Regions from separate parts of the Mus musculus genome. Here all the other regions are linked to region 1. Evidence: chromatin contacts called from public HiChIP or PLAC-seq, Micro-C and promoter capture Hi-C data. All regions are on one chromosome and are shown on one strand. Each heading gives the region's core, a stretch centred on a gene start, on an enhancer-like site or on the middle of the called end of the contact. The rest is flanking DNA. Distances are from core to core; before and after follow the strand shown. Region 1 holds the start of Tmem44 (transmembrane protein 44). Region 2 holds the start of 9030404E10Rik (RIKEN cDNA 9030404E10 gene). Region 3 overlaps Xxylt1 (xyloside xylosyltransferase 1). Region 4 overlaps Gm46565 (a long non-coding RNA gene). Region 5 has its middle 10 kb from the start of Gm25375. Region 6 has its middle 16 kb from the start of Gm33330. Region 7 holds the start of Cpn2 (carboxypeptidase N, polypeptide 2).

Evidence for each region. Promoter capture Hi-C pulls out the DNA fragments that hold promoters and counts their contacts. Hi-C and Micro-C count contacts between places; a contact is called where the count stands out from the background. HiChIP or PLAC-seq counts read pairs in DNA pulled down with a chosen protein or histone mark. Capture Hi-C pulls out chosen DNA fragments and counts their contacts.
Region 2: a contact with region 1 is called in a FOXA1 HiChIP or PLAC-seq map of pancreatic cancer cells. The contact joins the promoter of 9030404E10Rik here to the promoter of Tmem44 in region 1. A contact is called at or near these places in 1 of 115 datasets of contacts at active chromatin or transcription factors (pancreatic cancer cells) and 1 of 9 other capture datasets (pancreatic islet).
Region 3: a promoter capture Hi-C map of liver shows a contact between it and region 1, with 2.2 times the contacts expected there. The contact joins the enhancer-like site here to the promoter of Tmem44 in region 1. A contact is called at or near these places in 10 of 39 promoter capture datasets (3T3-L1-derived adipocytes, the C10 cell line, the HPC-7 cell line and 6 more), 2 of 484 Hi-C or Micro-C datasets (bone marrow-derived macrophages and embryonic stem cells), 10 of 115 datasets of contacts at active chromatin or transcription factors (the 230-238 cell line, embryonic forebrain, embryonic stem cells and 2 more) and 2 of 9 other capture datasets (adipose tissue and embryonic stem cells).
Region 4: a contact with region 1 is called in a Micro-C map of embryonic stem cells, with 2.4 times the contacts expected there. The contact joins the enhancer-like site here to the promoter of Tmem44 in region 1. A contact is called at or near these places in 7 of 39 promoter capture datasets (embryonic stem cells, liver, pre-B cells and 1 more), 5 of 484 Hi-C or Micro-C datasets (bone marrow-derived macrophages and embryonic stem cells), 9 of 115 datasets of contacts at active chromatin or transcription factors (embryonic stem cells, extraembryonic endoderm stem cells, pancreatic cancer cells and 1 more) and 1 of 9 other capture datasets (embryonic stem cells).
Region 5: a promoter capture Hi-C map of trophoblast stem cells shows a contact between it and region 1, with 3 times the contacts expected there. The contact joins the enhancer-like site here to the promoter of Tmem44 in region 1. A contact is called at or near these places in 5 of 39 promoter capture datasets (embryonic stem cells, liver, pre-B cells and 2 more), 1 of 484 Hi-C or Micro-C datasets (embryonic stem cells), 3 of 115 datasets of contacts at active chromatin or transcription factors (embryonic stem cells and stem cell-derived neural progenitor cells) and 2 of 9 other capture datasets (embryonic stem cells and pancreatic islet).
Region 6: a FOXA1 HiChIP or PLAC-seq map of pancreatic cancer cells shows a contact between it and region 1. The contact joins the enhancer-like site here to the promoter of Tmem44 in region 1. A contact is called at or near these places in 7 of 39 promoter capture datasets (the 3T3-L1 cell line, 3T3-L1-derived adipocytes, embryonic stem cells and 3 more), 1 of 15 datasets of contacts at CTCF or cohesin (the NIH/3T3 cell line), 1 of 484 Hi-C or Micro-C datasets (the STO cell line) and 2 of 115 datasets of contacts at active chromatin or transcription factors (pancreatic cancer cells and stem cell-derived neural progenitor cells).
Region 7: a promoter capture Hi-C map of liver shows a contact between it and region 1. The contact joins the promoter of Cpn2 here to the promoter of Tmem44 in region 1. A contact is called at or near these places in 13 of 39 promoter capture datasets (the 3T3-L1 cell line, 3T3-L1-derived adipocytes, the C10 cell line and 7 more), 5 of 15 datasets of contacts at CTCF or cohesin (the NIH/3T3 cell line, embryonic stem cells, large pre-B cells and 2 more), 33 of 484 Hi-C or Micro-C datasets (B cells, the C2C12 cell line, CD4 T cells and 20 more), 9 of 115 datasets of contacts at active chromatin or transcription factors (embryonic stem cells, extraembryonic endoderm stem cells, fetal liver and 3 more) and 2 of 9 other capture datasets (adipose tissue and liver).

What each region holds. Positions count from the first base shown.
Region 1 is chr16:30,548,090-30,552,305 of GRCm38.p6, reverse strand. Tmem44 (transmembrane protein 44) reads left to right here and starts at 1,728. Exons shown (of 11, transcript NM_001384248.1): 1 at 1,728-1,943. The coding sequence starts at 1,807.
Region 2 is chr16:30,037,668-30,041,883 of GRCm38.p6, reverse strand. It overlaps 9030404E10Rik (RIKEN cDNA 9030404E10 gene), which reads left to right and starts at 2,405. Exons shown (of 4, transcript NR_045878.1): 1 at 2,405-2,603; 2 at 3,257-3,397.
Region 3 is chr16:30,958,011-30,962,226 of GRCm38.p6, reverse strand. All of the region lies in intron 3 of Xxylt1 (xyloside xylosyltransferase 1), which reads left to right. Among named protein-coding and RNA genes, the nearest start is that of Gm46565, 7.3 kb to the right of the region's middle. Within about 2 kb of position 2,331, at least 16 of the 459 cell types and tissues checked have an H3K27ac peak or open chromatin away from gene starts, as enhancers often do. A contact at or near this core is called in liver, where this site is marked.
Region 4 is chr16:30,937,593-30,941,808 of GRCm38.p6, reverse strand. All of the region lies in intron 1 of Gm46565 (a long non-coding RNA gene), which reads left to right. Among named protein-coding and RNA genes, the nearest start is that of Gm46565, 13 kb to the left of the region's middle. Within about 2 kb of position 1,683, at least 30 of the 459 cell types and tissues checked have an H3K27ac peak or open chromatin away from gene starts, as enhancers often do. A contact at or near this core is called in embryonic stem cells, where this site is marked.
Region 5 is chr16:30,876,504-30,880,719 of GRCm38.p6, reverse strand. No RefSeq gene overlaps it. Among named protein-coding and RNA genes, the nearest start is that of Gm25375, 10 kb to the left of the region's middle. Within about 2 kb of position 1,684, at least 4 of the 459 cell types and tissues checked have an H3K27ac peak or open chromatin away from gene starts, as enhancers often do. A contact at or near this core is called in trophoblast stem cells, where this site is marked.
Region 6 is chr16:30,234,623-30,238,838 of GRCm38.p6, reverse strand. No RefSeq gene overlaps it. Among named protein-coding and RNA genes, the nearest start is that of Gm33330, 16 kb to the left of the region's middle. Within about 2 kb of position 2,303, at least 118 of the 459 cell types and tissues checked have an H3K27ac peak or open chromatin away from gene starts, as enhancers often do. A contact at or near this core is called in the STO cell line, liver and pancreatic cancer cells, where this site is marked.
Region 7 is chr16:30,265,213-30,269,428 of GRCm38.p6, reverse strand. Cpn2 (carboxypeptidase N, polypeptide 2) reads left to right here and starts at 1,897. Exons shown (of 2, transcript NM_027904.3): 1 at 1,897-1,972. It overlaps Lrrc15 (leucine rich repeat containing 15), which reads left to right. Exons shown (of 2, transcript NM_028973.2): 2 at 1-127.

The sequences.
Region 1 (4,216 bases), core at 479-2,978:
AGTTCCAGGTTTGCCTGGGTCACATAGTGACACACCCACAGAGGGGGCAGGGGAGGGAGGGAGAGAGAGATGAGCACATAGGAGAAAGAGAGACAGCCCAAGAGGGAGGGAAGGAGGGAGGGAGGCAGGGAGGGAGGGAGGGAGGGAGGGAGGGAGGGAGGGAGGGAGGGAACAAGAAGCTGAGCCATGGTCTTCCTCCCATCACATCAGCTGAGTTTTCTTCCCTGTCTTAGAGCCCGACTTCCTTAGGATGACAATAAGATTAACTTCCATTGGTGGTTTGTGTCACTGCTTGAACTTCAGGGTTTCTAGTGTCACAGGAGGACAAAGGGAGGTGCCATTGTCTGGATTTTAAGTAGGAACTTTTTTGTTTTTGTTTTTGTTTTTCAAGACAGGTTTCTCTGTGTAGCTCTGGCTGTCCTGGAACTCACTCTGTAGACCAGGCTGGCCTCGAACTCAGAAATCCGCCTGCCTCTGCCTCCCAAGTGCTGGGATTAAAGGCATGTGCCACCACTGCCAGGCAAGTAGGAACATTTTAAAGATAGGTTCAGTTCTCTGCTCCAAGTCCCAGCTCCAGGGAGCAGAGGGTGAATTCCAGTCCGTGACGGCAGAGGGGATGTAGTAGATATGGCTACACCGTCATGCACTGACAGCTGCACATATGTGCCTATGTGTGTCTGTGTGTGTGCATGCCTGTGTGTGTTTGTATGTGTGCATTCAAGTGTGGAGTTCAGACAATATGTGTGGTCAGTTATTTCCTCTCTTCCATTAGATGGAAGATTAGATTGAACCCAGGTCTTCAGGCTTGGCAGCAAACACTTTCGCCCCTCGTGATACTACCAAGTTGGTGGTTATGTTTCTCCCTTACACACCCACCCTACCCCTCCCCACCCCACCCCACCCCACTCCACCCCCGAGTAGCCAGGGTTTCTCTGTGTAGCCTTGGCCGTCCTAGAACTCACTCTGTAGACCAGGCTGGCCTTGAACCTAGAGATCCTCTTGCCTCTGCCTCCCAGTGCCAGGATTAAAAGTGTGCACCACCACTCCTGGCTTTGTGGCTAAGTTTAAATATATGGAATTGGAGTGCGTGTGATCATTTAGACCACAGCGTTTTCTTTGCAGTAGACATCAAGGTGGATGGCTGTTGCACAGTCCCAGTACCTGGGAGGCTGAAGCGGGAAGAGTCTTTGAGTTGGCGGCCCACCAGGGCTACACAGTGAACTCCAGGTTAGCCTGGACCACGTGGCAAAACCCTGCCTCAAAAGTAAATAAACAGTGAAGCCACCGTCAAGCTGTGCTCTAAGCAAACTTACTGAAATCGAAGACAATTTGAAAATATTCTAATGGTTTCCTTTAGCGAAAAACCATCCATGTACCTGAATTGTGCGGCACCGTGGTTGGATGGGAGCGGCACATTTCAAGTTTAACCCCTTTCTGGCCGGGGTGGCGCAAGGCGTGCCCTTGACAGCTTCAGCAGAGGGGAAGGAGGAAGCAGAGGCGATGTGTACCCCATCCGTCCCCCACCCCACACTTTTGTGCTGCATCTTTTCAACCAGGGACAACGCTCCTCGGGGTTCCCTCCATCCCCCCACTAGCGCTGGTCCGCGCCAGAGTATTGTCTGGCTTTGGAACCGGGCGAACCCGCAAAGGGACTGGGTGCTGGCGGGGCCCTCCTTTGTGCAGCGGCCGCGCGCGGCTCTACCGCTAGGGGGCAGCCTGCACCCCGCAGAGCCCCACAATAGGCGAGGCTGGGGAGCCGCGCGGTCCGGGAACTTTCCCCGGGGTCGGCGGAGGCTCGGCCGTGCCATGGAGGAGGGGGCTAGCGCCGCGCCCCCGCTCTTGAACTGGGACTACCTGGAGCGCTGCTTCGCCCGCCGCCGCGTCTGCATCTCCTTCGGCCTGTGGATCTGCGCCGCCTGCTGCTGGATCGCTGCCCACACGCTGTAATGGGGACGGGACCCGCGCGAGGGGTGGCGGGCCACCCGCGGGGGCGACTGGGCGTCACTCGCCTCGGCTCCTCTAGGAAGCCTAGGGGGAAGGGGCGTACAGGGGGCGTCCTGCAGGTAGCTCAAGTCCGAGTTCGGATCTGACATTGCTATGTGGACTGAAGTGGAGTCCTTTCTGGACTCCGCGCACCGGGGAAGCTGGGCTGCGAGCCGGCAGCAGGAGGCTGGGTGGTGCAGTGGATGCGGGCTTGGAACAGCTTCTATTGTCAGCCTTTTCCTGGTTGTTGGCGGTGTGAGGGGAGCAAGTGTAAGCCTTTGGGTCTCCTGTGAATGAGGATATGCCTCATAAAATGAATGTGAGGATTAAATAAGGCATAGCAGGCAAAGGACTTAATACGTGCTCATTAAACACCATTACCGCTCTGGCTCTACCACCCACCCTTAGGGACCCTAGCAAGTCCCTCGATGTTTTCTACTTTTAATTTATCCAAAGCTCTTTATGCCAAGAGGTGAGGCAGTGGTTATCTGACTCTGGCCACAGTTTTTGCTTTTGTCTGTCTCCCGGTGGTTTGGCCAGGCAATCCCTGTAGCCTGGGTTCTGTGAGAGCATAGCCTCCAGGTCTTCAGCCACCCTGTCCCCACGCACAGAAACCCAGAGACAGTTTCCAGGGTGGTGCCACCCAAGTATACCCAGGCGGGGGAGAGTGTACAGCATCCCTCTATCCCGACTCCTGCAACTGGCTCACCTTAGCGCTCGGTGGACAACCCCCTCAAGACTGTCTGTAGTGGTTCAGAGAGTCAGCAGTCCATTGCCTAGAGACTGGAGTCCAGGACAGACACTCTGGGCCTGAGTTACATTTCTTCGTCCTCTTGCTCCTCGCCTGCCCCTGTCCCTAAGGCAGGTGCTGTTATCAATCGGATGAGGAGCCTGCTTCCTGAGTGAATAATAATCCTGCCTGTGACTCAGGTAGGCATCAGGGATTGAGCTCTCTGAGGTAGAGGGCTCTGCATGCATGGTCTCCTTTGTTCCGTAGCCATCCTATGCAGCCAACACAGGTAGGCATGCTCACCCCTGGAAACCATGGCTTACAGAAGTGAACTAGTGTGCTTAGAATGGCCGACTTTTGCCCTGCCTGAGGCTAGATGTGCCTCTCTGTTCTCTCTGTACCCCATCACTCCTGAACCCCTCTCCCCCTGTCTTTCTGCAGAGAATGGATCTTGGGGGGCAGGTTGCTAGGTTAAGGTCAGTCTGGGAGTCCTGGCCCCTGAGAGCACAGGGCATAGGGTAAAGCCCTGAGTGGTGAAGCTAGAGGCCTGCCGCTGGCTCACATCATCACCCCAGGCTGCAGGGTCTCCTCTCTCCAATGCAAAGGTTGAAGTAAAGCGTTGTTCATTTGGGTCCACATCTCTTACCCGACCAGTCTTCACTCCTCGAGCTTGCATTGGTTTTAATACCCAGAGCTTAGATTTATAGCTGACGGGTGACACCCTGAGCTTCAGGCTTGGGGCTGGCAGACACAGAGATGTTTAAGGTGTTGGGTAACAACCTTCTTTCTGTAATTATGATCCTTGGGACTGATGCTCAGAACCTAATCTATGGAATCAGAGCCAACCACTCTGCCTGAGCGGATGAAGCCGAAGCCGCTCCCAGCCCATTTCTCTATAAAATCCAGCATGGTTACTGAAACTCAAGTGTGGTGGTGACAGCACTGGTGATATTGCCAGAGAGACCCTGCCCACTGTATGACCCAGGTTCATGAAGGTAGGGAGAGGTGCTGTAGGAGAAAAGCCAGCAGTTTGGAGACCTAGGGAGAGGAGCCCGGAGCACCGTGCTGTTATTCAGTTTGGTTTCCCCTGCTTTATGAATATGCTCAAATTGCTCAGCTGGAAGAAGCTGCCACCCACTGCACAGATGGGTAAGGCGGATCTGACTCTAATTTCAAAGAAACAAATCGCCTTTTAAATTTAGGTAATTACCACTATAGTTAGCTGCAGTGCTAGGGTGGCTTTTAGATCCTGTTTCCCTTTCAGAAGATAAAACCTGACGGCTGGACTGGAGAAATGGCTCAGTGGATAAGAGTAGTGACTGCTCTTCCGGAGGTCCTGAGTTCAGATTCCGGCAACCACATGGTGGTTCACAATAATGAGATCCGACTCCCTCTTCTGGAGTGTCTGAAGACAGCTACAGTGTACTTCCATATAATAAATAAATCTTTAAAAGAAAAAACCTGACAACCAGCTTGTAAGGGCCTGATTTGGAAGAGGAAAAG
Region 2 (4,216 bases), core at 1,156-3,655, 510 kb after region 1:
ATGTGCATGGCGCAGCCTCCCTCCCCCAGAGAAGTAGATAACAATTTTAAAGAGAGAAAAAAAATCAAGGGAAGGTAGATAAAGCCCATTACTTTTTTTCTTACCTACAAGTTTGATCGCATTCCGTATATGATCATTTATAACCTGCGTTTGTCATTTAACATGATGAAAAAATAAAATCCTTGTAACTTTATGTGAATGTGTAGATCTATTATCACTCAGGTACCGTGGTCTTCTTGCTTTACTTGAGTTATGTGGCTTTTTAAAACTTTCATTTTTCCTTAAGATGATTTTAACAGTATGGTTTTTTAAGCTTAGTGTTTTTGTGGGACTCTCTCTAACAGTGGGTGTGGGGGTGTCTCAAACTCTTTCGTCTGTTCTTGGGACCCTTCCCCTTCTACTGAATTGCTTCACCCAGCCTTGATTTAAGGGTTTGTGTCTAGTTGTATCTTGTTATGCTGTGTTCCGAGGATATCCCTGGGAGGCTTGCCGTTTTCTGAAGGGAAACAGATAGGAGGAGTGGAGAGGGGAGGGAAAGTGGGGCTCAGAGGACTGGAGGGAGGTGAAACTGCAATCAGGATGTATCAAAACAAAACAAATAAACTAATTAATTGGAGAAAAGAACAAAGAGATGACTTTGCAGAAATGCAATTGTCAGTGGAAATGAAGAATGTCACGAAGACTCTCAATGTAGATATTGTGGATTTTCCCCTAAATGGTAAATTGGTTTGTATTCTCTTAGTATGATAGAACACAGATGCTCAATTCTAAATTATTTGCCATTATTTCTTTTCTTTCTCTCTTTCCTTCTTTCTTTCTTTCTTTCTTTCTTTCTTTCTTTCGTTCTTTTTTTTTTCTTTTTTGTTTTTTCGAGACAGGGTTTGTCTGTGTAGCCCTGGCTGTCCTGGCACTCACGCTCTAGACCAGGCTGGCCTCGAACTCAGAAATCCTCCTGCCTCTGCCTCCAAAGTGCTGGGATTAAAGGCGTGCGCCATCACTGCCCGGCGCCATTATTTCTTTAAACACAGTTGAAATAACAAATTAAGACTTTTAATATCTGATTGGGTCAACAGAAAGCCACAGGTCTTTCCTTTCTGTGTTGGGGGGGCAAACCCAAGGCCTCACACATGCTAAATCCTGGCTCTCTCACTGAACAGTCACAGTCCTGTACCCGCACAGTGGATGGCACAGTACTCAGCCCATTACAAGCTGTTGCAGAAACCGGCCACGTACAGAGAGTTCTGCTCTGGCTGTTAAACTGTCACTGGTTCTGTTCTGGGATGCTGCTCTTTTTCATTTTGGCCGTATTTGCACTTTAGCATCAGAGGCGCATGCCTTGCCTGGCCTTGTGGAATCGAGGAATCCCATAGCTACTGTTCTTCATTACAGTGACTGAGAGTGGGCTTCACCTATCACAAAGCAAACTTCCAAATAACGGCTGAGTCGGGGAGTGCAGTGTCCCCCATGTATCATAGGAGTCTTAGGCCTCTGATCTTCTGCCCAGCAGTTGTGAGTCTCCCTATTCAAACAACTGCACACATAGAATTAGAGGGCTGCTTCTAGAAACCCTGGTGAATAGCAACCAGCAAGAGACCATTCTGATTGGTGGTGGAAGTGAAGGGCCAGTGAGGGACAAGTCCCTGAGCAGGTGACTTATTCCAGGAATCCACTAGGGAACAGACAATAAGGAACCACTCCATTCTGGTGACACCAGAGGAACCAAGGGCAGTGACTGCTTCCCAGAGCCCCTTAGTCAGCAGGGTGGGGGGTGGAGGGGGGTGGTGGTGGTGGGGTAAATACAATCCACTCTCAAGGGGAGAAAGCTGGGAGAAATTCATTCCAGTCTTCCTCTGGTATGCACTAGGGAGCTCAAGTGTCCTCTCTACAGAGTTGTGAAGGGCCTTCTGGATGGCTGGGACCACAGGAGAGTGGCATTGTACCTGACTCACTGTCTTTAGCAGGCCAGGCGATCTGAAATTTAGCCCATGTTAATTTCAGCATGTCTGTCCTACCTGGAACACAGGTCTTCCCTCGGCCTTCTCTGTAAGAACTGTGTTCAGAAAAATGGACTAATGTGACTTTGAATTGGTTGGAGAGAGCATCAGCTAGACTTTTATCATACTGGATGTCTGTTAACTGAGAGCAAATTGTGTGTGCTGCTGGCTGGAGGGCACACCGTAGTGGAGAAGCCGAGAGCTAAAAAAACAAAACAAAGCAAAGAACCCTACTTGTTTAGGTGCGGGTGGGCTGTCAGAATAAGGGGTTGTGAGAAAAGGGGAAGGAGTAGGAAGCTAGACAGGAATGCAAAGAAGATGCAGGAGGATGAGGCGAGGCCCGCGGCTGCAGGGAGTGGCCCATTCTGAGGTTGGTTTTGTCACGTGCCTTTGCAGAACCAGCCCACGGAGGGCCATTCTGCTTTGACACGGGCATGGCCCTCTGACAAGGTGGCTCTAGAGAATGAGCCTGTCTGCTCCTCCCCCACCCTCTAATGGGCTCTCCTGGGACTGCAGTGCAGAGCCCCTCCCTCCATGAGGAAGTCAGTGCTGTGAGGTGCAGCAGAACACCTGGGACCCAGTGACAGTGACTTGCTATGCGCCCTCTGGGTAAGTTATTTCTTCTCCCTGGCTCCTTCCTCTTTCAGAACTGGAGAGGACTCCTTGTAGCTATAAAGGTTTGATGGTGATTACTGCAGAACTGCAGTGTGTGTGTGTGTGTGTGTGTGTGTGTGTGTGTGTGTGTGTTAGGCTTGCTGTTTAACAGGGTGCTAAGGTGGCAGGGAAGCCATCCTTCCCTCTCCCCCCCCTCCCCGCCCCCCCCAGCTCCACACGTGTGTGTGTGTGTGTGTGTGTGTGTGTCTCTCATTACTGTCAGGAGGCGTTAAGATGGCCCCATGGAGATGAGAACAAACCCCTTAATTAGGCACTGTTCCCACATCTAGAGAGGAACCAGCCTGGGCCCGGCTGCTCTGGCATTGTGGGGAGCCTAGTCCGTGGGGGCAGGAGGGGGCAGGAGGGGGCAGGAGGGCACAGGAGGGCGCAGGAGGGGGAGGCTGCGGCCAGGGCATCTGAAGGACTCAGCAGGTTTACACTTCGCTGACCTGATGGATGAATGGGGCCCTGTCCACCCACATGGGGTCTGGAATCTTCAATTACGGCAATTACATCAACAGGTCGGAAGGGCAGCACTTTCCACTGAAGAGGTTCAGGGCTTTAAAGAAAAATCCTAAAGCCACCGTTTTCCCTGCTTTCTTTTAAAGGGACTAGGCTGATCAAAGACGACCCCCATCTCCAGTCTAATTGGGCCATAGGTAGAAAAGAAAGACACGGCCGAGTTTTCTGTGAGAGGTGGCTGCCATACGCTCGCTCACCTCTGGACTCCTGGCTCCTCTCCTATTCAGGTTTGTGTTTGTAGACCCTGGTTGCCCATGCTTTGCACTCCGCATCTTTCTGAGGATAAGACCTGGAGCCTTCCCCTCTGAATCTCCCAGCATGCATCGCAGTACAATCAGGATGCGTCTGGACTGAGGTCAGAAGGATGGATGCCATGGAAAGGTCATTTTAGTCTTTCTGATCATGTTTCCCCCTTCAGTAAAATCAGCATACTACTGTCCACCTGTCTTTGCTACAGTCCCAAAGGGTCCAGCTGCAACCACATACCCCAACTAATCCAGCATTTTCTTTTTCCTCAGACACCTGTTAGGTAGTTAAACTGAAGGGAGGTTCTTGCCTCAGCAGCAAATGGGTGGTCCCTGAGAATTTGCTAGAAGTGTAGCTCTTGGGCCTAACTCTAGGTAAGTAGGAATCTGCCTCTTACTTACCAAGCTCTCCAGGAAAACTGTGGACACATTAAAGCCTAAGGAGGGCTTTTGTGGACTGAAACTTGACACACTGAGCATGAGGGAGCCGGTAGGAGGGAGCCTGTAGCTCATTTTCATCTGAAAACGAAGATTTATTCTTTCCTACACGAGGGATGCTTTGAGGCCCGGAATGAAGCAGTTTATCATTGCAAAGGTATTTCATCCAGCTAGTGGGTCATTCAATTGACGGACATTTGCTAAACAGCACTGTAAGGAAGGCTTGAGGCTTGTGAAATATATTCTCTGCTTAGGAACAACTTGAAGAGGTCCCCCTGAAGTTCAGAAGAACTCCAACAAAGTGCAGCGAGCGTAGGACTTCCCTGAGGAAGACGTAATAGCTTCTGTCGGAGTGAATGCGGC
Region 3 (4,216 bases), core at 1,082-3,581, 410 kb before region 1:
TGCACACTGGGGGAGCCACGGCTCCACACCAGCAACCTGGAACCTCAGTGCGGTCCTTGGGTAGAGGTTGGCTAGTCTTACATGCAGACTATAAGCATCCAGGAGGAGGGAGGAGCTTTAGTTGCTCATCTTTGCACACGCCGGTCCCTCATTTGCACTCTGTCTCCAAGGGAAGGCTTTGACACTGTCGGACAGTGAAATGGCAGTGCCCATGTCAACAAGACACACTCCGTCAGGACTTCCCCGACCCAGGCTCTGTCTGTCCCTTTGGGCCCTCAGGGTTCACATTGCTGGCCAGTGTCCCTTTTGTCACTGTCTTGTCTCTAGCAATAGCCACCTTTCCACTCTCCAGGCCAAGCTCCCCACCCACCATGACATTTTCTCAGCCCGTGGCAGCAGCAAAGTCAAGAACCTGGGGGGTTCCAGGTGCCCCTCCCCACATTTTGAGCCTGTAGATGGAGAAGATTCGGTGAGATGAGGATGAGCCCTGATGTTTGCCTAAACTCCAGCTGCTGAGGCGGTAGCTCCCAGCACTGTTGAATGTCACCTTTCTTGGGAATGGAGACGTCAGGATGTAACTGTTGGTGAAGGGGGATTTGTTGTGGAATAGGACAGCCCCGTACTCTGGGTGAGCAGAGATACCTGTGCACACAGAGATCACCCCTTGAAGGTGGAAGTCGGTGATGGCTGAAGACACTAGCAGAAGCCAGGGCAGCGTTGAGGGTGTTCTTCCTCACAGCCGGCACAGGCAGCTCCATGCCACCATCCGACATTTAACACCGCAGTCGCAGCTGGCTGAGTTTCTGTTGCGTGGCCTGCCTGGTGTGCCTACTTTGCTATTAGGACATAGTCAGCTGATGACCTCAGAGTTCAGGGACATGGAGGGAAAGTGAAAGGTCCTCTTTGCAGGTGGTGGCAGAAGAAAGTCTCTTGAAAGCTTGGCTCTTACAGCAACAGCTCCCCAGTGCCCTGTATGACCCTCCCTCCCAAGCTGAAGGCAAAAGCGCACCAATCCCTAATCTGAGTGTGGTCTGCTCTGTCCCTGCTGTGTGGATGGGTAGTGGTCCTGATCCCTCTGCCCTCTAGTCCTATTACAAATAGCCCCCTGCCCTAGGAACTTTTCTTATCCTCCTAGGCTGAGCCAGGGACACAGACCATACGTCTGCAGAACATGCTGGCCAGTGAGGCTGAGCGGAGGCTGGTTTTGCGAGGGGAGGCAGGAGGGTCAGGACTCGCCATTTCAGATGAGGAGAGCCTCAAGGAAAGCACTGTAATTTGTGCCTCTTACAAGGTCTGCTGGGTCTCTATTCCCGTGGAGTCCCTTCCTCCTCTCAGGTAGCCTGGTTCTGCCCCTGAGGACTGGTCCACCCGTACTCATGGGCCTTTTTAGCCTGGGAAGCTGAAGGCTCAACCTTGCCTCATGCTGTCTTCCATATTAGGGATATGGAGTTTGCTGACTCAGTTACTGGCCTACAAACAGCTGGTGTTTGTAACCCACATTTCCTACGAGGGCCTCCAAATAAGGGCAGGTGTGCGTCCATCCTACCCCTTCCAGGGATGTACCATCAGGAAGAAAGGGCTTGAAGGGGCTTCATTTGCACTTTTTCCAACAGGCCTCACTGACTTTTGGAAGCACTCATTATTTACAGTGGACCATCTGTGCGAGGCTGGTTTCCAGTTGAAGACTATGTCCAATGAGAAGGAAAAACCTAACCCCTGCTGTTATGGCACCCAGGTGATCATGGGGAGTGGAGCGAGACCACACAGAGCAGAGCGGATGGCTGTGAGCATGGGCAGCTTGCCCGAGAAACTTCTGGAAGATCAGGGCTCAGGACCACATGCCTGGATTCATCCAGAGACCCTGGGACATACATAGCCAGCCCAGGCCCCTGTGAGGCTGCATACTGAGCTGATTCAGAGTGGTTCTTAGGTCTGCCCCCAGAGCCAGTGACATGACAGCAGTGGCTATAGATATCCTGGTCCCCAGGTCCCTTGGCCTCAGGTGTGTTGACCAAATTCAGAAATTGCAGAAGAATTGGAATTCAGGTGCCATTCCTTGGAACATTAGCCTGTGGAATCTGAGGAAGTCAGAGAAAGGTAACTGCAAAGATCAGAAGCCTCCTCTAATGGACCAAAGACCTCGGTGTCCCGGGAGCATAGGAGAGGGCTGTGCAGTCCACCCCAACCCTGCCTTCATGGCACACAGGGAGTGTGGTGCCACCGACTCCCACGCAAGAACTCGGCTTGCCCCAACCCTGTTCCGTTCTCTCTTCGTGCCTGTAAAGCTGCCGTGGAGGCCGGGGAAACCAGCGGATCCAAAGTCCTCTGTGTGCTGCCTTCAGTCCGGATAGAGGGAGGAGCACTTTGACCAGGGCACACAGAAGGCCATTCTGTGCTCAGGGAGGTTCAGTTTCCTTTCAGGCTGTGTCTGCTTGCATTTCTAGTTTCCCCGCCCCTTTTTGTCCATGATATATCAAAATGTGCTGATGCCCCAATCTGGCTCTTCCTAGCTCTTTGTTATAGAATGTTTCTGCCTGGTGCTGTCCCTGCTTGGTGCTGTCCGTCTCTGCCTGGTGCCATTTCTGCATGGTGCCCTGCTGGGTGCTGGGCAGTGTGTTCCCAGGGAGCCACCCGGGTTTTAGTTTCCACCTGGAAATGTTCTCTCTTCATCTTCCAGGCCTTCTTATGGTCACTTTTGATAAGAGAGGGAAGGTCTGGATGCTTCCAAGCAAGGGTATACCCCATATACACCTGACCCCCTAACTGTAAACTCCTTGCTGGAGGACCAGAGACTTCTCCATGGTGGGTAGATTACTCAGGGTAGTGGCTCAGCAGCCTTACCTCGGCCTGCTCTCTGCTGCCACCCGACACAAAAGGCTGCACAGACTCACCCCTACCTTCTTCATAGTCCTTTCTTTCTTCCCAGGTTCCTGTCATCTGGGGAGCCTACATGGGGTAGAATCACCTGAGGACCCTGTCCCTCCCACCAGACCCTGATCTCTCTGGGGTCTTCTGCAAGAGAAGGGAGGAAGCAGTGGGCAGGATGGAGTCTCCATAGAACTCTCTTCCTCCCTGCTAAATGTCATGTTCCCACCTTTGGAAGAGGTAGCTGGCTTGTAACCTGACCCTGAAATTAACCACCTGACAGTAGGGTCGAGTGGTATCGTGTTGACACGTTGGCGACCCATCATGGCAGGTTGTGTGGCCTGGAGGGCCACAGCATCTCAGCTTGCTCTCAGAGCTTATCTTTGCCAAGCTTTTATCAGCAGGCAGGTGCCAGATCAAAGCTCCTGCTCATCTTAGCCCATTCCTGACCAGACTCTAACAATGGGCCTGTGTGCTCCATTGGTTGGTGTCCCACGAGCTTGCTTTCCCTTACCAAGATCAAACTGTCGGCTGCCTTTCTGACATGTGAGACCACAAAGAGCGCTTGTCTGTCTCCTTACTGGGCTCATGTGTCAGAACCAAGAATGGACCTGGTGCAGGTCATGCATGCTGGGGTCTGGTTTGCTTTTGACCACAACTGACCCTTTACCTATGTCCTATCCTGTGAACAGTGTGAGGCAATTTACCTGAGGACCCAGGCTCACCCTGCCCGTCCCAGGCACTGCTGCTGAGCCTTGTCTTTGAGCACAGGTTTGGGGACCCCATACCCCAGATGCTGTAACACCCAAGATCTTGATGCTTCAAATGCTAGAAAGCAGAATGGCCAGCTCTCTAAGCATGTCAGTCACAGGGAGGTTTCCAGATGTTTCCTTCCCTCCAGCTGTTACACCTCAAGAGCCTAGGTTGGCTTTTCCAAATCTGCTGGAGAAATGTCTAAATTGAGGTGGCGTCCCCTCCTAAATGCCATAGTCCCACTTACAGCTGCTTTTCACCCTAACCTGCAGGCATCTGCTGAGCGCTATCTCTGGACCCCAGCCTGTACCTAGCCCCTCAGAAATGCTAGGCTCAGGGTCGTGAATGAAGCTTGTTCTAAAGGGGAGAGTGTTGGGATCAGTCTGAGTTTGGCTGCCTATGGCTTTGCCATCCATCATTCAACTCTTCCCACACTGTGTCACGTCCTCTTCAAGACCATAAAGACAGGGTGGGGAGTTCCACGTTGCTGCCGTCCGGAGGACGTGAACTTTGGGCCAAAGGCCTAGGTTTCGTCTCTGCTTCTCACCAGCTGTGTGAGTTGAGACAAGTTACACAGTCTCCCCGGGGAAGTGTTTTC
Region 4 (4,216 bases), core at 434-2,933, 390 kb before region 1:
TATCTATTAGAGCATGGAATGTGAACAGAGACTAGAGACATCTTCAGAGACAAAAATGCCAGGATATTGGCTTCCCATTAGCTAGCTATCTCAGGGAAACTTCTGGAGGAAAACTGCTCCCATGAGGAAGGAAACCAAAGAATGTATGAGGGCCAGGAGGTGGGAGACCATCTCGGACTAAAGGGGGCGCCCAGGAGGCAGGAGACCACCGAGGACTGAAGGGGGTGCCCAGGCAGTCAAAAGGAACTGAAGGCTGGAGAGGGAGGGGGAGGAGGCTGGGCATGGCAGTCCTGGAGGAGAACAGAACTGGCAAAGTTTAGTGATGAGTTCAACCCTGCAAAACCTTCGGTGACAGACTTTAAGGATATGGGTTGACCTAGCCAGATGGTAAGAGAAAGCTAAGCAAACCAAAATCATTAACTCTAGTGAAATAAAAATAAAAGATGTTCGCTATGAGTGAAAGATATTAACATAATCATATCAATAAAATGCTATTATAGATTTTTTTAGTTAATTTTTAAAAAATTAATGGCTTAGTGGATAAAGGCCTTTGACACCAAGGTCGATGACCTGTGTGCTATCCCCAGGACCTACATGGTGGATGTAGAGAACCAACATTGGCAAGTTGTCCTCTGTTCTCTGCATGTATACAATGGCACATACACACATCTACACACATTCACACATGCACAACACACATACATGTACATACACATGTGCACATACACAAACACAAATAAATGAATAATTAAAATATCTTATTTTCTATAGTAGTTAATTAATAGATAATATAAATTCCTTATTAAGGGGCTAGAGAAAAGGCTCAGAGGCTAAGTATGTACCACTCTTGAAGAGGACCTGAATTCTGTTCCAACACTCACATCCAGCGGATCACAACTGCCTGGAACCCCAGCTCCAGGGGAACTGATACCCTCTACTGGCTAATCTGAGTATTGCAACTATTCCTTCTCTTCCCCCTCTTTCCACCTCCCCCTCCCTTCCCCCCTCTCTCCCACTCTTCCTCCTGCCTCGCTCTTTGACTTAAATAAAACTATTTACACTAAATATTTAGATAAAAGAAGTCACTGGTATTTAAAGTTTCAGGACTGATTAACGTTCCTAACCAGAGAGTGTAAATAATAATATAATAATAATAATAATAATAATAATAATAATAATAATAATAATAATAATAATAATGAGAAGAAGGAGGAGGAGGAGGAGGAGGAGGAGGAGGAGAAGGAGAAGGAGAAGGAGAAGGAGAAGGAGAAGGAGAAGGAGAAGGAGAAGGAGAAGGAGAAGGAGAAGGAGAAGAAGAAGAAGAAGAAGAAGAAGAAGAAGAAGAAGAAGAAGAAGAAGAAGAAGAAGAAGAAGCAGCAGCAGCAACAGCAGTCCCCAGGGCCCTGGGCCTCCCAACACATAGATCTGCTGATCTGAGGATGAGACCCTTGTAGAGGATGTGAGAGGAACGTACCCAGGCTAAGACTTTCTAAGGAGGCAGCAAACATCTGCTAACACGAACTGCTGAATTAGGAGCCTTGGGTCAGTGGCCTTGGCTCTTAACATCTGACAGCTGGAATGTGCTGGTTAACCCATCCTCAGAGGAGTTTACAATGTAGGATTTCTGCCCATGCCCGGCCAATGTGTGACTTACAAAAACATCTGCTTTGGAAATCCCCAGTTTAAACAACAAAACAAAACAAAAGCCCTCCCCCGGCATCTGCAGTATTCTTGGTCCTGCTGATTCAATGCACAGGAACTGCAAGTCTTTGTTTCCAGGATAGATGCTATTTCCTCTGACCTCTGTGCTGACCTTTAGTTAACAGAAACAAAAGAGGGGTTCAGTAGAGCCCAGAGGACTGTGGTTTAAGCAGGAGGGAGGGCTGGGCTAATACTGTGGACTCTGCAAAAGTACTAAAATTGAAATTATTTGGGGACCATGAATGCAATAGGATTTTAATCTGTACCCTTTAGACATAGCTTGCCAGCCTGACCTTTCTGCGCAGAGTGGATTTACTGTGGGTGACTGTCACTGTATTACTGTGGCCTTTCAACTCCTGCCCCCAGTGGAGAAGAGCCTTCCCGTGTGTGGCCCCGGGTGTTCTCTTGTCAGGGACAAATGTGTCTTTCCCAGGGATTTTGTCGTCTCTTTATTAAATACGACATCATTAAAAATTAAATTGCACAAATCTTCAATTAAGTCTCTTCACATCTTTTCCATATGTTGTGCTGGGGCTTGCATCCTAGGCAACTGTTCTGCACGGAGCCGCTTCCTCAGACCTTGCCCTCAGTTCAACTTTGAAGCAAAGGTAATATTGGAAACTTACCCATGTGTAGATATTTACTGTAGCTTGTGCTTACTGCTTGAGGTTAGATTTATGTCCACGTGGTGGCGGTACAGTTGGGGCCAGATGTTTCCAGGTTCTTGGTGTCTTGTTGAAAGAACTGAAAACACTCATGCACGCACCATGAATAGTAAGTAGCAAGCAGAATTTTTGTGCAGAAGCAATGTATAGGCCACATACCCCAGGAGAGAGTGGGCTCTGAGCGAGTACTCGCCAGCACTACGTGACCATTTGGGGATTTCTTTTATTGGTCTACGAAGAGGAGGAAGAGTTAGTTGCTAAGGGGCAAGGGACAAGGGACAAGGGACAAGGGACAGGTAGTTTCCTGGTTTGATTGACAGGCTTGAGTTATGTAAGCCTTTGTTTACTGTAAATGTCCTTTCCCACAATGCGTCTGTTTTTAATCATTTGCACATCCAATTATGCATAGACATTAGGTGATAAATAAGATTTTTCACCTAAAAGTTTATTTTAAGAACACAGTTTTCTTCCCATTCACTCTGCCTAATTCTCAGTCAGACATTGTAGACCACAAAGTGGAAGTGACTAACAGTGCCAGGGACCCATCGCTTTGAGGAACCAGATTGCCTTGGGAGAGGGGTATGCATGCAGCTTATCCAAGGTTGCTAAGTGATTTGCTGGGAAAACAATGTGTATTGCTTAAGTCAAATGGAGTCTGATTTGCTAAGCTATCCCTGCGTGTGCCAACCTCAGTGGAAATACTATGTGAGCATATGGTAGACTACCCAGCCTCTTTACCCAGTCCCACATCGGTGACACCAGGTTGGTAATTTGAAATTTGGGGACATTTACACCACAGAAAACTGACAAGTGCCACAAGCTGGACAGCTTTGTGTTTCAGAGAGAGTAACTTAGTCTGTATGAGGCATCTAATGCTTATACAAGTCTTTGCATGTTTCTTGTCCATATATAGATAGATGTGTGTGTGGGTGGGTGGGTACATGAATGGATCAATGGATGGATGGATGGATGGATGGATGGATGGATGGATGGATGGATACATGGATGGATGGGTACATGGATGGATGGATGGATGGATGGATGGATGGATGGATGGCTTGGTGGATGGATGAGTAGATGGATGGATGAATGGCAACTTCACTTTCTGACAGTACCTAGAGCCTAAAGACCAAGTTCTCAGGCTATGAAACTACAGAGCATGAGTGGTGCACAATTCTAGCCTGGCCCTGCCCTGTGTTTGGCTGAAAGGCCTATTGATGTGCTGAATTGTCAGCATGGAAAGTAGGCAGCTTGCACTGAGAAGCTGGCCATTTCCTTCCTCCATGGTTCTAGGACAATAAAGCATTTCCTACAGCGGGTGGATGCCTTCTTCGCCATGTCTGCAAGTGGTACAGGCTGTGAGCAGACAGGACTGCACCCTCAACACTACTCATATTCACAGAGCTTTGTGGGCAGCTAGGCTGGGGGTGGGGTGGGGGAGTCAAGCATAGCTCAGGCCAGAAGCTCTCTAAAAGGAGGTACAAATGGTGACAGCAGATATGACCATTAACTCAGCAGTCTCCGCCCTGGCTGCGGTAGCAGCTGTTGGGAAGCCCCTAGCACCCATGTCTGAGCCCTGTGAAGTGGAGAAGATTCTAACCTCAGCTCAGCGTTCAGTGCTCTGCATGACCTGGCACACATTACTTCACTGCTCTTAACTTAAATTTCATATCTATAAGTAATGGGATGAGTCAGAGTTATTTTATGGGGGGGGGGGTAGAATCTTATGATCTAAAAGATTTCTTGGAAGGATGGTTAAGAATTATGCTCACACTGGAGCCTGCTCTTGAACACTCTGAAAGTTCCATAGTGCATTAAAGGACCTGATCAGTCCTGTAGAGAAGATCCAT
Region 5 (4,216 bases), core at 435-2,934, 330 kb before region 1:
ATTTTACTTCTTTGAATTGGACCTTGTAACCCTGGGGTGGGCGGGGGGTGGAGCTGGGGAAGAACTTGTTCCTTGTCATTAATCCATCGTGTGTGGAGGATTACTACCAGGCCTGTGGCCGTAGGCTATTAGGTAAGAGATCACAGAGACCGAGATCACAGCCTACACTGAGCAGGGAGATGGGTAGGCAGCAGGACATGGCGCGGGGTGTCAATCACTTTATATATATGATCACGAGGCAAACATAGTTTGCAGTGTATATGCAAGTATTTAAATCTGCAGTTTCATTTCTTGAATTACTATAAAGCAAATGAAATAGAAATTTGAGGGGCCAAAATGTATATGGACACCTTTGTTATTGATAGTCAGGCAAATTGAAACACAAATTAGAAACCATCTCTACCCATTCCAGCACTAAGAAGATGCCAGGATAGTGCCTGCCCTGGTGTGGTTGGGACGTTCTTGTGGGCAACTGGTGGCAGTAAAGAGTATCCAATCAGATCCAGCATGCCAAAAAGTTTCCAGGGGCTCAAGGGATGACTCAGTGGTTAAGAGTGCTTGCAGCACATTTAGATGTTGTGGACTCAGTTCCCAGTGCCCATGTCAGGTGCCTTGCAACTGCTTGTCACTCCAGTTTCTAGGGATCTGATGCCCTCTTCTGGCCCCCAAAGGGACTTGCTTGCTCATGCTCAGGCAATACACACACACACACACACACACACACACACACACACACACAATCTTAAAAAAATTCCAACCAGGCAGATGGCTCTGTTTTCCTTCCCAACAAGGTGGCTACAGAGAGGATCAGGGACTTCCATATCAGAAGCTAACAGGGAAGTTTTGTTTTTGAGTTTGTTTCGGGCTGCTGGGGGGGGGGGGGTCCTTCCTGGTTGGTGCAATCTTCACTTGCCTGGCCATCCAATTATTGATTACCCAGCAAAGCTCCAGAGCTTGCTAGGGACAACTTCTGCCCTACCGGAATGACGTTTCTTGCATTCTTTAGCTAGTTTCTTGGGATTAAAGCACTACCCAATGAAGGAAGGCTGCTAAGACTTAGGAAGTTAATGAGGCAAGGCTTGGGATGCTTACAAGATGTACACACCCCCTTCTAAGGTTATAAGTGGCAAACAATTGCAGGAGAGCAGGTGTCACCCTTCAGTGGAGCTGCCTACAAGGTGGCCAGGGAATACCAGGGATGTAGCTTTTGTCAGTTGTCATCCTTGCTAGGATGTGCCTTTGAGTGATACCACAATCTTTGTATCACCTATCAAACTAATTTTTTTTTAAATCTGCCAGTTGGTGCCTGCATTTGAGGGTGCAGTAAAGAAACCACCAACCAAAATGACTGCTTTGCGGTTAGAGAGAAGGTAGGGTTTTTTGTTTGTTTGTTTGTTTTTGTTTTGTTTTATTGTGGATAAGAGAGAAAAAAACATCCAAAGGCATCTGGAAGAGTCCAGAGCAGAGAGAAAAGGAAGCAGACATGCCCAGCCCTAGGGAAGCAGGGGTGGAGTGGGGGAGGTGGGGGTGGATGGTTATAAAGAGGATGAGTAGCTGTGGGGAGGGACTGGATAGTTAGGGTAGAGGAGATACAGAATGGGTGCTTTTGAATAGGGACTGAGGGAACCTGCAGGCCAGCATGAGCTTTGATATACAAACCACAGGGATGTGTCAATGGAGAGTCATGTGTCCCTTTCTGGCAGGCAGGAACCCATTTCACACATTCCTGGAGGATGCTGGTTGTAGACAATAAGGGGAGGTTCTGTCACTAAGGTCTCGTTTCCCAATTGGTTCTTGACTTGTCAATAAAGAAGGCTGGTGTGTGTGTGTGTGTGTGTGTGTGTGTGTGTGTGTGTACAATTGCTAGACAGAAGGTTCAAGTGGGACTTCCAGGTCCCAAGAGGAAAAGGTGATGCAGGGAAAGAGAGGGGGACTTTTCTATCATGCTTTAGAACAAGAAGAAAGCAGCAGTCATGTCAGGTCTTGGGGCAGCTAGGGCCTGCAGCCTCCGCTATGGGTGTTGAATGTGTGGGGTGGGGTCTAGCTGATGCAAGCCACTAAGTTTAGGGCAGAGGGAGAGACAGAGATAATAAATTGATAAGGGCACAAATTTTCGGGCAGGAGGTATCTGCGCCCAGCAATTGTGCCTAGAGGCAAGTTCTAAAGGTAACACAGTGTGTGTGTGTGTGTGTGTGTGTGTGTGTGTGTGTGTGTGTGTGTGTATCTTTTATCTGAGGATTCAAGGGTCTCAGGAGTGAACTGGTAACATGACCCCTCCAGGAACAAAGGTGGGTAGGAAAGAGTGCTGATGGCACTGATCCTGGAGCTAAGCCAGAAAGAGGCAAGAGGGAGCAGGGAAGGACTGGTAGCGAGATGGTCATGTTCCCGGCAAAGGAGGTGGCATGTTTTTTGTATTTTTGTTTTTAAGATTTTTAAAGATTTTATTTATTTTATGTATATGAGCATTCTGTAGCTGTCTTCAGACACACCAGAAAAGGGCATCAGATCCCATTACAGATGGTTGTGAGCCACCATGTGGTTGCTGAGAATTGAACTCAGGACCTCAGGAAGAGGAGTCAATGCTCTTAACCACTGAGTCACCTCTCCAGCCCGAGGTTGAGTGCTTTTAAAACTGCATGCAACAATAGACATTTTTAGCAATACTTCTGTGTTAGAGTTTCTGTGGCTGTGAAGAGTCACCACGACTATGGCAACTCTTATAAAGGAAACCATTTAATTGGGGCTGGCTTACAGTTTAGCGGTTTAGTCCATTATCCTCATGGTGGGAAACACAGTGGTACACAAGCAGACGTGGTGCTGGAGAAGGAGATAGACGTCTACATCTGGATCTGCAGGCAGCAGGAAGCCAAAGTGACTTGAACATAGGAGACCCCCCCAAAGCCCGCCCCCACAGTGACACACTTCCTCCCACAAGGCCACACCTCCTAATAGTGCCACTTCCTATGGGCCAAGCATTCAAATACACGTCTATGGGGGCCATTCCTATTCAAATCACCACACCATCTATAGTCCAGCTTGAGTTGAGACACTCATTTCTGGACATATACACACTTCCTGAGACCTAACAGTACCCTATCTGGGGTAAATACACATTTGTTCATGTCTCCAGGAAAAGGTCATGCAAGAGTCGACAAGTTTAAAAATAACTTAAAATCCCAGTTCTATGAAACTAATACGATAGAAGCTTGAAAACATGAACTAGCCATACGTTTGATCTAGAAAGTGCTTGTCTCTAGAGACAGAGTGGAAAGAGCTGAAGAAGAGGACATACAGGTGCCAACCTAATCTGCTGCTTTGCTTTAAAAAAATAAATTCTAAATAAGCTATAATTTTTATTCTTCTAGATAGTGGTATTGCTTTTATTTTACTTTCTTTGTAATTTTCTAGAATCCTTAAATAAAAATTTGAGAAACTGTTAAAATTTTTTAAGAAATTGTGAATCCTGAGATGTGTGAGCGAAAAACCAGCTCCACAATTTTGAGCTAAATTTGAAGCAAGTTTTAAAGTCCAGATTTGAAGCTTGTCCACTCTGGATGGATTCTAATCAGGTCCACTCCTGGAATCCCAGTGAGGGCAATGAATCACATGTTACAAGGCGTTAAAGGCCACAGTATTTCCAAAAACTACCACTCCCAGCATTCCAGGAAGTTCCCTGGTCCTTGGGCAGATAGGGCTTACAGGCTGACTGGCTTTTATATAATATGGGCTGGTGAGATGACTAGTGGTCAAGGTGCTTGCAGCCAAGACTGATAACCTGCGTTCAAGCCCTGGGACCTACAGGGTAGAAGGAGAAAACCAACCCCTGAGAGCTGTCCTCTGATTTCCACATGCGTGAATATTGAAAGCACCCGTGTATATACATGCAAATAAATGTAAAACAAAGCAATACTCTCATTGCAGAAACTTGTAAAATACAGAAAGACACAAAGACAGAAATTAAAAGTCCCTGTGGCTATTGTAGTACCTTTTCCAGTCTGATGGAATGACACACTGAAAAAGTTAAGGACCCTACACACCGTCAAATTTTTGTGTTCTGCCTTTGTGGCTCAATAAAATGTTCTAGTTTTCCATCCACAAAATGGTTTTGAGCAGCTTCCTTGTTATTAGCGGCATCGCTATCCATCCTGTGGTGATGTCACTATTGGTCTTGAAGGTTTTCTGTTTTTATTGTTAGTCACAACACATATATTTTTTA
Region 6 (4,216 bases), core at 1,054-3,553, 310 kb after region 1:
TGGGAGCTGGAGAGATGACTTAGCAGTTAAGAGCACTTGCGGCTCTTGCAGAAGACCTGGGTTCCATTTCTGGCACCTGTGTGATGGCTCCAAACTAGCTGCCTGTAACTCCAGTTCCAGCGGATCTGATGCCTTCTGCAAGTACCTAGCATGCATGTGATGCACCTACACAGTGTGGGGAAAGTACACACACACACACACACACACACACACACACACACACACACCATGCACACTCACACATAAAATAAATTCTTAAAAAAATAATTATTTGCTCAGAGCTTTTTTTGGAGAAAATGGAAATGAATAGAGAATGTTAAATATGGTCATCCAAAATAGTTAAGTGGGCACAGACCATGAGGAATACTTTAACCACAGATCTGGGCCATGAGAGGAGTGAGGGTGCGGGAGGGGGTGGGGGGAGGAAGAGGGAGAAGCAGAGACAGAGAGCAACCAAGAGAACAAAGCATGTAGAGATGAGTGCAAGTCTCCCTCAGTACCTGGGGCTCCTCTCTGTTCTTCTCACCCCGTCCCCTACCCTAAAGCTCTCCACCCCGTTCCCTAGCTTCCCATTCCTGTACAGCCTCCACCATTTTGACCATGCTTTCTTGGTGCTCTCTTTGCCTGCTCCACTCTTGGTCTTCTCTCTCTCAGTCTCCTTTGCCTGCCTCTCTTCTCTTCCCCATCCCCCACTCCTCCCATGGCCATTGTCTGCTGGCTATGTTCAGTGCACCATATTCTCTCCCTGCTCTGGACTCTCCCAGATGCCTCTTGCTGTTCTCTCCCTCACATCTACAATAAACGCCTTCCCCTCAACCATACCTGTTCCTTTGTGAACACTGAACTCTCCAGACATGTGATGTTATTTCTCATGTATTTATGTGTTTATTTAGCTTCTTACATGGACTCTAAACTATGGTCAAAACAGGACTATTACATGTCTCTGTATACCCACAAGAATAATGACCACCCTGTCTTTTCTGGGTGGGAGAGGATGCACCTAGCTTCACAGAGACTTGATGTGCCAGGTTGGTGGATACCTAGGGCACCCTACCAACTCAGAGGAGAAAGGGAAGGGGATTATGGGAGGAAGTGCCCGGGAAGGAGGCAGTGAGCAGGATGAAAAGTGTATAAGTAAAACAATTAAAATAGAAACATAAACAAATAATGGCCACCAAAAGTTCTCATCATGCACTCCTCAAATTTCTATTTGCAGTCAGTATTGTCCCTAGGCCTGAACAACCTCACCGGCCACTCAGTGCTTTGCCAAATAACTGGACGACATCAACAAAGAAGATGGAGACCACCATGTGCTGCTTCTAGACCCACGTTGGGGACAGTGCTACAGACTTTTCGTCAGTTCATAATATAGGCTTCTAATCCGCTCCTGAGAATTCAGACAGATAATTACGAGCAGGTGATTGCCGAGAGTCTCAGCACTGAGGGTCAGAAGCTGACAGGTCCTCCCAACCTCTGCTGCCATTTTCCTCTTTCTCTGCTTGCTTCTTCGGCCCCTCCTATGACACAGAGCAGAGACCAGGCAGTAGTATCTCTTGACAGTTGGCTGCCTGACTTGTGGAGGAGACAGATCAAAGCCCACAGGGGATGATAGGTCACCCCGGAACCCAGGTTCTGGGGCATCCTTTCATCCTCTGGGTCTCAGTTTCTCCCATCCGGGATGCAAGATAATTGGATGTGGGACATCCTATCCTGCCCTCTGATTCAGCACTCTTGGGGAGGGTGAGAAATCTGCTGTGTGAAATCTGACCAAAGAGTGCTTAAAATAACACTTCTCAGCCTTGATATCAGAGGATTCGTTCGTGTGTGCCAAACAGATTGTGATTAAGCCGGTGGAAGGTGGCCTTTAAGCCTGAATTTCTAGCGATCTCCCAGTCAGTGCTCAATCCCTGCCAGTCCTGTTTATACCCTGGGAAATGAAAAGCTGACTCACAAGACCCAACCACAGATCCATGGGATCAGAAACTCTGGGGTATCGACCAGCAATCTGTCCTTACGCTGTCTCCGAGGTTGTTTCAATACCCATCAAGTTCAAAACTACCGCTTTAGGACAGCTGATTCTGAACTTGACTAAGGACTGGAAATTCCTGCAGAGAGTTTTTGAAGCCCTGGTGCCTAAGTCAAGCTCTCATATTCAAATTTAATAAACACGGGATGCCAACGTGGAGGCATCAGGATTTTTAAACACTCCGAATGAGTATGAGATGTACTGAAGGTACTGGCTTCCAGGCTGAGAGTCTGCCGTTCTCTGAAGCCGCTCTGCCTGAGACTACCATGAGGGGGCGCTGTGGCGCCACGGGGAAAACTCCGCGCTCCGGGCGGCTGCTGGTCCGGGCTGCGGAGGTGGCGGCTGCGCCTGGGGGGCGCGCCTCCGGGAGCGGCTCCTGGCCGAGGCTTGCCCTGTGCCTGCATCTGTACCTAATTAATGCTGGCGGCTGCCTAGTCGCGCCTGACGTTAGATGTGCTGGTGTTGGGGGAACGCCTGCAACCACTCGGCACAGGTTCCTTTACTCCACTTTGTTCTCTGCCTCCTTCGGGACTCGGGTTCACCCCTGCGGCTGCTCCCTGACACTCTCTGCCTGTCCCAACGTCACCTCACTGGGTTCCTTGTCTCTTTCCGAGGATCCCGGCAAGTTCCCCAAGCCAAGGGACCTGCTGATCAGCTCCAGAATCCAGCTCCTGTCATTCTCTCTCATGGTTTCTTTCTCTCTTCTTTCTGCCCTTAGTTGAGCTCTGTGGGTCTTCATAATAAACGTTTTCATACACAGGGTTTGCCTCTGACTTTGTGACACATAAAGCAGGGCCGTTTGTAAGGGACTTTCGACGTCTATGGGGGTAGGGAGCAGAGAGTTGCTTCTGAGTTTTAATGGCTCTGTGTGTGTGTGTGTGTGGGGGGGGGTGTTCTATTTTTAAGGATGAGGCTTTATTCTGGAAAGGAGAGTCCCTTGTTTAGCTTCTTAGCTAGCTGGATACATCACCCCCGCCCAGGGGGGCTTTCCCCACAGGCAGTGACCTTTATCATAAATAATCCACTTCATATTTCATCCCACCCACTTTCCCATCTGTTTGATATTCTGCCTTCCCTGGTGCGAGGCCTCATCTGGAGACAAGCCATGTGAGTAAAAGAAGCTTGCCCATCCCTGGTCTGATGGCTGCCTTGCCCTGCCAGCTTCTTCAGAGCCTACTTCTGAGGGGACAGAAGAGGAAGGGCAATTGGAGAGACTGTGTGCTTCTTTCCTGACCCCAGCTCTCATTTCCAGGGCTTGGTTTCCTTCTTTGAAGCCTCTGCTACCTACCTAGATTCAGGTCCTTATTCCCAGGCAGTTGGCAGGAGCCACTCCAGTCCAGGGGAAACTGAGGCCAAAGAGGTTAGAAGGGACCCCCTCGAGCCACATAGCTGATTCCTGGCAGGTTCCACGTTTCTACAGAATTGTTCAAAGCTCTCCCTAGGGCCAGTGGACACTTCCTAGCAGCGAGGCAGTGGTGGCAGGGGTCCAGAGGGAACTAGTTTAATTTGAAGAGCAGCCGTCCCTCCTAGAATCCAAATGAGCAATATCATCACAGAGCCCAGGGTGTCAGAGACTGGGCCTGGGCTGTGGGCAGAAAACAGGCCTACGGGTTCAGAGGGGAATCACTCATCAGACATAAGGGGGAGGGCTGGGGGACTTGATGGGGGAAGTATAGATATGCTGTGTCAGAACGAGTCCTGCTCCCTCTAATGGGGCCCTGAATGGGGCTCTCAGGTGGGGCTAGAGGATAGACAGGAAAATTTGGGCAGCCACCAGTTGGGACAAGTGTCCGTCCCCGTCCGTTCCCCCCCCCCTCCTGCTGGCTTGGCCATATGTCTGGCCAAAGCCTAGGTGGAAACCAGAGCTCTAAAAGAATAGCTCGGGTGGACGGAGCTCTGTGAGAGTGTGTGTGTGGGGGAGGTATGCTGGTAACTGAGAGAAGAGCAGGAGAGGGGCTAGCTCAAGGTCATGGGACAATTAGCAGCACAGCTGGAGCTTGGATGCAGGCACTGGACGGTGAACCAGGTTGTCTTCACTATTGTTCTTCCATATGGATGGATGGATGGATGCTTGGACCCTGCTCCTTCCCTTTTTGTTTGTGTTGCCATGTCTTGTTGAGACTTTGCATGGACATTTTCAGTTGTGTCTTTCTGCTCCCAAGTTGTTGTTGTTGTTTCTCTCCTCCTCCT
Region 7 (4,216 bases), core at 648-3,147, 280 kb after region 1:
TTCTAGGCTCCCAGGGTTCTGTAGAATGTGAGCCCTGCTGGGCAGGTTTAGGGGAATCTGTCCTTTGCTAGATGCGGCTTGTAACAGATTTGGTGTACAGGATCAACAATAAACGGTATACAAAGGGCGAGTGTGTTCTCTGTGGACGTCTTGGTGTGTGGGTCTCCTGCCTGTGCACCTCACCCTTGTCGCCTAGATTATGAGCAACCTGGATGGATGGCTCCTCACAGTTGAATTTGGGTGGAGAACAGGCCTTTGGGGGAAAATGTGGCTGGTGGGGACTTTAAGAATAGGTTTGGCAGGACTGACAAATGAAAATGTGAACTCAAAATGAATTTCCCAGAGTCACTTTGTGATCTGGCCTTCCTCCCATAATCCCCCAGAGTCTACTGAGACAGGCTTCTGGAATTCCAGAGAATGGGGAGAGGGCTTGAAGCTGGATGCTTATTTCCTACAGGAATCTTTGAATCTCTTTATGCAAACATCCCTCCACAGTGCATACACATATGTGCACATGTCTGCACTCTGGACACTTGAACACACATGGATGGATGGTCGGAGACAGACAGACAGACAGACAGACAGACACACACACACACACACACACACACACACTCCCCCGATGCCGCCTATGGGAGAGAACACAACGATTTGTAGAGATCAAACGCCAGAATTCAAACCATGGTCTGGCAGCCAGATTCCTCTTGTTTGCCCTGACATCTTGACAAATAGGACATGGTGTGTTCCTTGAGGAGCCAAGGCCCTGCACCCACAGGGTATAGAGCTGTTCTCAAACATGGGTGTGAGTCTCCCAGGAAATGCAGGTCCCATGCCCTGCTGTTCCTTGAGGCCACCATCCTGCCATTGACAGGCCAGGCACCACATGGGGCGGATCTGGGTACACTAGATTCCTGGTTGTCTCCCTCTTTCTTTTATTTGTACTGAAAGAAAATGCCTCCTATTAGTCAGTCAGACCTTTGCAGGGTGGGGTGTCATCTGATCATGTGCAAAAGAAGTCATATGTCCTAGCAATCTTTCTAAAGGTGAACGATGGTTAAACAGCCTCAGATCACTTGGATGACAGACTCCCGGCACTGGAGAGTTACACTGCTTCTCTCGGTCATCCCTTCATGCCATATACCTCATATCATCTGAACACTCATATATAATCATACACACATGTACACACAAAACATTCCTTACTCAACCATACCAACCACACAAAGTTACTCTCATTTTTATTATATAGAACATATATGAGTGTATGTATGCATGCACACACAACTCCATTTACTATCACATGTTCAACACACACACGCACACACACATACCCCACTTCACCATTTCATTCATATTCTCACATGCTCACTTCACAAACATACACATCCCCAACTCATGATCACACATGCTCTGTTCACACACACACACACACACACACACACACACACACACACACTCATGTACACATATACACAATATATATGCCAAAAAGAGAAAGTTCATTAAACAAACAAATCAGCAAACACAAGAGACTGGTAAGTTCTAAGTTTCGTCTTAGTGGCAGGATTGAGTGCTGAGCAGGTAGCTGGGTGGCCTCTTAGCCCACACTTATGTTCACAAGGAAATGACTCTCATCTCAGTGTAGCCAGGAGACACTTTTTGTTTTTATTCTGGAGATACTTTTAATGGGCTAGTGGATACTTGGGGTCCCAGATCTGCCAAACCTACAGTCTCAGTTGGATTAGGCATCTGTCTATGGGAACCATTCAGGTCATTTTGTAATCTTTATAGGCCTTGCCCAAGTGACCTTGGTGACATTCCGGGAACAGTCGATCCCCATGAGGGGAGGAACCCTTCTCAGGACTTTGGTCAGCGCTGGGGCTGGATTTAACTGAGCACAGAGCACATGAAATTCTCCTCTGTTTCCGAGGAAAAACCAGGGCTTCTGGCCCCACCTGCCCAGCCCCTCACGGTAGGCCACCTGCCTTACTCCTGGGTCTGTGGGGATTTGGGGACATCTGGCTTAGGGTCCTGGCTGGGACACTGGAAAGGGACTTGTTGCTCTGGGAACAAGTAACTGAGTCCCCTTACCTGCAAGGGGAAGCCCTTGAGTGGATCAGCTAGCCTTGGCTGAGAAAGGCCAGGAAGAACTTAAGGTGGAGGGTGGCCTGGCCTGGCTTTCAGGGGAGCCAGGTGTGAACGGTGGCAGGCAGAGTGGTCACAGGCCATGATCCACCCTGGTTGGTGCCTATTGTCTGACATAATTAGTGCTGCTGTCTCTTCATTCCCAGAGTGTCAGACTTAGATGATAATGTTCACATTCATCCTAGAACTAAATTGAATGTTTGCTATTTGTCAAGCACCATGCAGTACTTTAAATGCACCGTCTAATTGGGGACTAATTTTAACCTTAAGGGCTCAGGTTCTAATCAGGGTAAGGAAATTAAGGCTTTGATAGATGGCAAAGGGGAATCCTTGGAGCCCACACAGCTAGTAAGTACAGTGTCTGGATTTGAACGCAGAGCTGGCTATTCCAACAGAGCCATAGTGCTTCTCCATTAAGAGAAGAGGAGCGGTCATGGAGAGCCACAGGCATTCCGTTCCTTCAGCTTGGTGCCATCTGTTTGGCCAGCCCTGGCCCAGGTGCTGGGATGCAGAGCCAAAATACTGCAGCAGGGGCCTGACCCCTGGGGTCTCAGTCGGGATACAATCTACTAGAACACAGAGCAGAAGGACCCCGTGCTTAGCAAAGAACACCAGTGACCTGCCAGGTGAAGGAGGGACAGTCCAGGAAGGCTTGCTGGAGACTCCTACTGTTCTGGGAGGGTGGGTAGAATAGGAGCAGGCAGTGGGAGGGAGCAGTAGGCAGAGACATACCGCAGCATCACCAAGGGGCTGGAGGCATGGCCGAGCTGGAAAGTGGTAGTATCTAGTCCCACCTTCTTATGTCACAGTGCCAGCTTTCCCATAAAACCAACACAGCAAAGAGCCAAGCCCCCGGTCCTTGGCAACGCACTACAGACAAGGAGTGCTGCTGCAGGGCTCTGGAATTGTTGTCTGTGGGTGGGGTCAAGCCTCACAGCTTATGGGGTGGGGATGGGAGCCCTGGGACCTACCTGTGCCTAGTGTTTTATACTGTTAACCTACGTCTTAGAAAATAGCTTTCTTCTTCATCTTAAAATAGGCTCGTGTTTATTATGTTAAAATATTTTAAAATGTGTACGTATTTTAAAAGCAGAGCCAACGTAGATTTATTAAGGAAAAGTAAGAAAGAACCAAGAGTGAGAGGGGAGTCCAAGGAAAGGATGCCCTGAAACGCTTTTTTAAAAATAGAAATTTTTATTTATTCTTTGTCAATTTCATGCATGTGACCAATATATCATGATCATCTTGATCATATCCGCTGCCAAGCCTCCTCCTTGATAGTTTGTTGCTTTGGTTTCCTTTCAGGGCCACACTAGCAACAGTAAATCTATGCTTTAGGTGTCAAGACTGTGTAGTCAGCGCGGTTCTGGATTAGCCAATGCAGAGGCAGAGCCTCAGTGTTTGCTCTACTGCCTGGGTCTCAAGTAGGCCTGGAGGTGGGGTGGGGTGTCAGGGAGGGCCTGTGCAAGGTGCCAATCTACACTTCCTGTGGCCTTCAGCCCTTTGATTAATTTTGCTGACTTAGAGGAAATGAGGTCAGGTCTGAGGATCAGCCAGGGGCACAGCCCAGACGTTCTTCTTCTTGTTTCCCAGGGACCTCGGAACAAGTAGTGGTATCCAGCCTGCCTGTGAGGTGGATCCCAATGCAGGTGGCACCAGGCACACTGGGGTCAGAACTTGGGCTCCTAGCACCCTGGGAAGGGAGGGGGGCTTGGCTCTGTGATGGTTGACAGGTGGAACAGCTTGGGGGCACATAGGAATGTACCACCAAGGGAGGATTTGGAGAGGATGAAGGCTGTTGCCGTCAGTCAACCGAAACAGATGAATAACACACACATTTCAGAATGGAGGAAAGGCCAGGTGCCCCTCACTTGCTGGAGCATGGGGCGCTGCTGTGTTCGTTCACTGGTCTTTCTAGGTACATAGCATACACCTTCCACAGCCGTGGCCTCTGGTGCAGACCCCGTGCTGTGTCTGGAGTGGGAGTGCCCTGTGACTTGTTCTTCTGAGGGAGGACTAAGGGACCCAAGCCAGGGATATCAAGCCAAGACTGTGATATGCCTTTTTTTTC